Linked DNA regions of Sus scrofa: region 1 is linked to region 2. The links are chromatin contacts, called in public Hi-C maps. All regions are on one chromosome and are shown on one strand. The core of a region is the stretch at or near the end of the contact, and the rest is flanking DNA. Distances in the headings are between cores, read along the strand shown. Region 1 overlaps ABTB2 (ankyrin repeat and BTB/POZ domain-containing protein 2). Region 2 overlaps CAT (catalase).

The links. A called contact is a pair of places that touch in the nucleus more often than the background predicts.
Region 1: a Hi-C map of liver shows a contact between it and region 2, with 2.1 times the contacts expected there. The contact joins two enhancer-like sites. A contact is called at or near these places in 3 of 47 Hi-C or Micro-C datasets (embryonic fibroblasts and liver).

What each region holds. Positions count from the first base shown.
Region 1 is chr2:26,715,620-26,719,222 of Sscrofa11.1, forward strand. All of the region lies in intron 1 of ABTB2 (ankyrin repeat and BTB/POZ domain-containing protein 2), which reads left to right. Among named protein-coding and RNA genes, the nearest start is that of NAT10, 110 kb to the right of the region's middle. Within about 2 kb of position 2,127, at least 18 of the 83 cell types and tissues checked have an H3K27ac peak or open chromatin away from gene starts, as enhancers often do. A contact at or near this core is called in liver, where this site is marked.
Region 2 is chr2:26,508,224-26,511,829 of Sscrofa11.1, forward strand. CAT (catalase) reads right to left here. Exons shown (of 13, transcript NM_214301.2): 7 at 2,422-2,613; 8 at 1,224-1,376. Among named protein-coding and RNA genes, the nearest start is that of CAT, 24 kb to the right of the region's middle. Within about 2 kb of position 1,293, at least 5 of the 83 cell types and tissues checked have an H3K27ac peak or open chromatin away from gene starts, as enhancers often do. A contact at or near this core is called in liver, where this site is marked.

The DNA.
Region 1 (3,603 bases), core at 877-3,376, 210 kb after region 2:
GGGTTAAGGATCTGGTGTTGCCATGAGCTGTGGTGTGGGTTGCAGACGTGGCTTGGATCCCGAGTTGCTGTGGCTCTGGTGTAGGCCGGTGGCTGCGGCTCCAATTGGACCCCTAACTTGGGGGCCTCCATGTGCCGTAGGAGCGGCCCTAGAAAAGGCAAAAAGACCAAAAAAAAAAAAAAAAAAAAAAGTTTTCAGGCAGCAGTGGGACTCTCTAATCTAGATGCTCCTTTGCCAGACTGCTGCTGGATTTGTCTGTCAAAATGCACCTATGACCCTGTCACTTAGTTGCTGAAACCCCTTCAGTGAGTCCTCATTGCTGTCAGGACAGAGTCCCGGCCCCTTAGCCTCTGTCCCAGCTACCCCCTCTCCATCCCTCTGAGGGGCTCTGGATTAGGACAAGGGGCAGCCAGCAGAGTCCTGGGGCCAAATCCTACCTGACACTTGTTTTCATATGGCCCTCGAGTCAAAAGTTAGTTTTACATTTTTAAACAGTTGAAAAGGTATGAAAAGAAGACTAGTTTATGAGACATGAAGATGATGTAAAATTCAGATCTGTGCCCCTTTGTTTATCTGTTGTTCAAATGCACACTATGCTGGCAGAGTTGAGTAGTTGCGACAGAGACACGCAAAGCCAAAAATATTTACTCTCTGACCCTTTGCAGGAAGAGTCCGCTAATCCTGGCTTTATAGTGGCTCTAAGCGTGGGTGGAGAGAGGGCAACGATCTCCATCAGCCACCTCCCAGGCTGCCCCAAATAAACACATAGTCTAAGTTTGAATAATGTGCTGACTCTACAAACACAGCTTCGTGACAAGCCCAGGGGCCCCTCCCCAACCTATCACTGTCCCAGAACCTCCCTATACAGGCTCTTCCTCTGCATGGGAACAACCCCTTCGCCAGACTGATAACTATTCATCAGCCACGTCCCTTCCTCCAGGAAGCCTTCCTTGACTACTAGGCCTAGGTAGTCTGGCTTAGAGACCCTCCTGGGCTCCTTGGTCTGACTCCATGTGGCCCTTTGCACATATTATTGACTTGGCTTGTGTACTGTTTGCTCTCCTTCACCAGACTGCAAACATCAAGAGGCTAGATCTGTTATGGCCTGTTCATTTTTCTATCCTCAGAGCATAGCCACTTCTAGCAGAGTATTGGCTCATTAGTTGAAGAAATGAGTGAGTGAGTAAAGAATAAATGACCCTTGCGTGGTGAGCAAAGCATGATTCTTTATCAGCACAGACCTTCAGGAAATAATAGGATAGATTAGTATCGGGTCCATCCCTTCCTCTGGATACTGATAAATACTTTTATATGATATCTGATGGCTTTATCCCAGAGGCACTGGCCCTGGGAATCAGGCCACTTATATGAATATTACAATAGAAGGATATTTACTACATATTTATGAAATGTTTTGCTAAATGCTTGCTTCTTTTAATTCTCAAATAATCCTGTGAATTATGAACTATTATTAGGTCTGTTATACAGATGAAAAAATTGAGGCTCAGAGAGGTTAAGTAACTAGTCCAACATCACACAGCCAATAAGATTGAGCGCTAAGTTTTGAACCTTCTTCCTTCTGACTCATGCTATTAAATCATCTGGAGTGTCTAATAGCCAGAGCCATTTGGAATGGGAAGCAAAGCTGACTGAAGCAGGTTATGTTTGTTAGAAGGACTCTAGCACAGTACATTTCTGACTAATGCACTCATGTTCTATTAATAAATATCTTGGCCTCCTGCCCTGGACCTTGTGATAATTGCCTCTTTTTTTTTTTTTTTTTTTTTTTAACTCCCAAGGAGTGACGTGTGTGTATTACAGGTGCTCGGGCTCATTTACCCTCTCCTTCTGCTGGGTTGACACGTGGAGACTTCTGCTCCCCTCTTTTTCCTGCCAGCAGCACTGCTCTCCCTGGGGATGTAGCTCAGATTTGGCTCCCAGGACAAGCTTTGCCTCCTCTCCCGTCTCCAGACCCACCTGTATTCCCAACCCCCAGCACTGGCAACACTGTCACCTTTTCATGCTTGGTGACACTGGGCTTTGTGGCATGAGGATTTCCCTGGCTCTCGCTGTCCTCAGTGCCAGTATGTTGCAGCCTGACCCTGCCCCCGTACTGGCGGTCCAGGCCACTGCGTGGCTGCGCCGTGATCATGCAGGCTCAACGCAGTGAGTATGCAGTTGGGCTGAGTGTCAGCAGGATGCCACAGGAAGGGTGTCCCCCCAACACCCCCCATGAGGTGGCCCCTGAGTCACCACCATCTGGCCAGGTGAATGGGCTGGCTCTCAGAGGGGCTGATTTGGGAATGAGACCTGCAGATAAAAATCTCACCTCCTGCTTAGGAAATAGGACAGTTTGTGCCTGAATTTCTTTTTTCTTTTTTTCTTTCTTTTTTTTTTTTTTTTTGTCTTTTTAGGGCCACACCCGCAGCAATGGAGTTTCCCAGGCTAGGGGTCCAATTGGAGCTACAGCCACAGCAACTTGGGATCTGAGCCACGTCTGCAACCTACACCACAGCTCATGGCAACGCTGGATCCTTAACCTACTGAGTGAGGCCAGGGATCAAACCCGCAACCTCATGGTTCCTAGTCAGATTCATTTCTGCTGCGCCCTGACGGGAACTTCCTGAATTTCTTTCCCTTGGTGTTTTTTTTTTTTTTTTTTTTTTCTTCTTCTTTTTTTTAAAGTACTGTCTATATAGGAAACAAGTTTTCCTTTTTTTTTTTTTTTTTTTTTTGCCACTGTGAGCTCACAAAAATGTTGTAATAATGATTTTGTTTAGGAGTTCCCATTGTGGTGCAGGGGAAATGAATCCTATTAAAATATGCGTGTTCATTATTTATTCTGTAGGAAAAAAAAGATGTGAAGAATAATAGAGAAAAAAGTCATCTGAAGTTCTCCCGTGCAGAAATAACTATCTTTTATGTTAGATGACCTCCATTCTGAGTTTGTAGGTAGTTAGATCATAGTACTTTTTTTTTAAACATTCCCCTTGTTTTCTTATATAAAAATTTAATGTCATAGTTCTCTTGTGGTGCAGCAGTTTAAGGACCTGGCATTGTCACTGAAGTGCTAGGGTCACTGCTGTGGCACAGGTTTAATCCCTAGCCCAGGAACTTCCATATGCCATGGGCATGGCCAAAAAAATTTTTTTAATTTGAGCTAACTACTTTTCTGTCATTTTTGAAATTATGGATATTCCCATGCTCAGAGGAAACATTTTATCACCCTCTGCTCCAAGTGCATCTCCCCCATCACATCCCGTTTCTTTATAACAATCACTTTTTACTGCACCAGTAAATCATATTCACTTTAAGAAGTTTAGAAAGCACAGTAGTTCTAAACATATTTATAGCCCCAGCATAGAGAGAAGCGCTCTCACCTAGGTGATTATATGCATGAGTTGGGGGAAGGGCTGATATTTTGGGATCAAGACTGGGTTTGTGTTTTGACGGTGTTGCCCTCATACAAAAGGGCCTCGATGTTGCCCTTGGCTCACAGGACCTGGTGTGCTCAACCAGCCTGGGTCAAGGACGGCATTTGACAAAGAACTGTGGTCATGCGGTGGATTTTTTTTAAGAGGCAGCAGTTCTAAGACTCATGCT
Region 2 (3,606 bases), core at 43-2,542:
CACAGACACAGACCAGATCCTGCGTTGCTGTGGCTGTGGCTGTGGCGCAGGCCAGCAGCTGTAGCTCTGATTCAACCCTAGTCTGGGAATTCCATATGACACAAGTGTAGCCCTAAAAATAAAAAAAATAATAATAAATAAAATAAAATAAAAAAGCAAAAGAACAAAGGCATCTTAGCTTGCCTGCGTGGAGCATGACAACTGAACTGGAATCAGATGCTTACATAAGAAACAGCTGTTGGTCACTGTGGTCTGATCTAGGGTATAAACTTTAATCTTTGTATCATGGACATAGTCCAAGAACACAAATGATTGATTTACTCAATAATTATTAAGCCAGTTATTTTCCTACTAATTTCTGATCCAAATAAGAATTTTCCGCTCTTTGTACTCTTGAAAGAACATATTGGTGAGTGTTTTTAGAAAAAAAAAAATACTGAGGAGTTCCCATCTTGGCACAGCAGAAACGAATCCGACTAGGAACCATGAGGTTGTGAGTACAATCCTTGGCCTCATTCAGTGGGTTAAGGATCCAGCACTGCCATGAGCTGTGGTGTAGGTCGAAGATGCAGCTCAGATCTGGTGTTGCTGTGGCTCTGGCGTCGGCCGGCAGCTGTAGCTCTGATTAGATGCCTAGCCTGGGAACCTCCATATGCTGCAGGAGTAGCCCAAAAAAGAAAAAAAAAAAAAAAAAAAGCACCGAGAACTGAGTGCCTAGGAACATTACCAAGACAAGCAGTTAAATTAACCCACTGCCTTTAATCAATGGAAAACATAAATTGAGTTTGTAAAAAACATCTCTGGGTCTCTTTCTACATGTGGAAAAATTTAAGCTTTACCAAGGAAGAGGAAATGAATAAAATTATGCTAGCCAAGTGTGATAATCAATTACTGATATTCTCCCTCCCAGATGACAGCCTGAAAAAGAATACTTTACCCTACAAATACCTCAGGCATTTCTAATATCACTTCTTTTAAATTAAGAGACCAAATGTCCAAGTCTTACCATATTGAAGGATCTGTGAAATTTGTTTTATACCATAATGCTCATTTAAGGATGTTTTGGTCAGTCCCATAGGAACTCAGGATCCAAACTGAAGTTTAAATGGTGTTCTAGTTAATTCTTCATATAAAGATCATGCCAAATTACACTGGGGGTGGGGTGGGGGGCTGCACACATGCACATACAGTCCTGCTTCAGCATCTCTCAGTCCACAGTTTACCTGCAGCATCTTGTCAGGGCTGGGCTCAATGCCGGGTGGCATGTTGCTCGGGTCAAAGGCCATCTGTTCAACCTCAGCAAAATAATTAACTGGATTCCGGTTTAAGACCAGTTTACCAACTGGGATAAGAGGGTATTCGCTGTGAGGCCAAACCTAAAAACAATGTCATGTTCACAATTACCAGACAACCAACAGAAGAAAATTAAAGTACCCACAGAAAATATCAGCTTTTAAATACAATGGAGCCAATGAAAAGAAGTGAAAATAATGTTTTAATTCAATACAATGATAAGAACTTAAGGTGAGTGCTTTGGTGCAAACTTTAACAACAGGAAAGAGTAAATACTGACACCCTCCCTGGGCAAAGGTACATCAACTTATCAAAATTTGTTTGCCTATTGGAGTTCCTGTCATGGCTCAGTGGTTAACGAACCCAACTAGCATCTGTGAGGACGAGGGTTGGATCCCTGGCCTTGCTCAGTGGGTTAAGGATCCAGCATTGTTGTGAGCGGTGGTGTAGGTCACAGAAGCGGCTTGGCTCCTGCATTGCTGTGGCTCTGATTGGACCGCTAGCCTGGGAACCTCCATATGCTGTGGGTGTAGCCCTAGAAAGACAAAAAGCCAAAAAAAAAAAAAAAAAAATTGTTTGCCTATTAATAAGAAAAATCAGGCCACCCAGATGAGCTCAATAAGCTCAACAAAGAGGAACTAGAAGGATAGAGATTCAAGGGAGCCCTCATTCACAGGCCAGGAAACTCTCAAGTAACTCCATGTGTTCTCTCTGTGACTTCCCTATCATTATGAACCTTTGACTGCAAATGTTTTAAAATCAGATGCGGGAGTTCCCGTCGTGGCGCAGTGGTTAACGAATCCGACTAGGAACCATGAGGTTGCGGGTTCGGTCCCTGCCCTTGCTCAGTGGGTTAACGATCCGGCGTTGCCATGAGCTGTGGTGTAGGTTGCAGACGCGGCTCGGATCCCGGATCCTGCATTGCTGTGGCTCTGGCGTAGGCCAGTGGCTACAGCTCCGATTCAACCCCTAGCCTGGGAACCTCCATATGCCGCGGGAGCGGCCCAAGAAATAGCAACAATAACAACAACAACAACAAAAAAAAAATGACAAATAAATAAATAAATAAATAAAATCAGATGCGAAGACATTTGAAAGAGAAAACAATTTAGCTGTTAACTGACTCACCTTGGTAAGATCAAAAGGATTAAATGGAAAAGCTTCTGCCTCCTGAAATGTCATGACCTGGATGTAAAAAGTCCAGGAGGGATAGTTGCCGGTGGCAATGGCATTAAAAAGGTCCCGGATGCCATAGTCAGGATCTTCCTGGGAAAGTCTTGCTGCATCTTCAACGGAAAGGTTTTTGATGCCCTGGTCAGTCTACAGAACGAAAGAAACAAGTTCAAACTGAAACTTATTGGCAAAGTTATAGAACTTTCATCAGTAATCCATTGAAGGATTATGAACAATATTACTCAAGACTGGATTTTCTCTGTAGCAAGAGACAAATCTGATACAAATACGAATGTACCAATAAGAAATTCTACTTGGAGTTCCCGTCGTGGCGCAGTGGTTAACGAATCCGACTAGGAACCATGAGGTTTCGGGTTCGGTCCCTGCCCTTGCTCAGTGGGTTAACGATCCGGCGTTGCCGTGAGCTGTGGTGTAGGTTGCAGACGCGGCTCGGATCCCGAGTTGCTGTGGCTCTGGCGTAGGCCAGTGGCTGCAGCTCCGATTCGACCCCTAGCCTGGGAACCTCCATATGCCTCGGGATCGGCCCAAGAAATAGCTAAAAAAAAAAAAAAAAAAAAAAGAAAAAAAGAATAAATAAAAATAAAGTGTCCAATTCAATGGATTTCTTTGAGTACATATCTCAGAATGGAGCTGCTGGGTCATATGGTAACTCTTTGTTTAATTTCTTGAGGAATTTCAAAAGTGTTTTCCAGAGTGGCTATTTAAATTTTTTATATTCATGCTACTTTTCAGATAGGGAAAAAAAATCAAAATATATTTCTTAAATATGCAAATTATTAATAAAATTAACACTTCCCATTTTCTTTTGCATGAGTAATTTTTTTAATTCCCTGTTTTAAAATAGCTCAAATCAATTACCAAGGCTGCTCAGCTAGTAGCTTTCCACGCTAATCTCCTCCTTTCTTTCTTTTTTTAAAATAAACCATAGGACTTCCCTAGTGGCCTGATGGTTAAGGATTTGGCATTGTCACGGCTGTGGTGAGGGTTCAATCCCAGGCCTGGGAACTTCTGCATGCTGTGGGCGTGGCCAATTAAAAAACAAAAAAGAAATCATACAATCAGTTTCTAGAACTGAAAAGAACTTCAGCACACCTGCTCTGAACCAGTTCTCCAACTGTG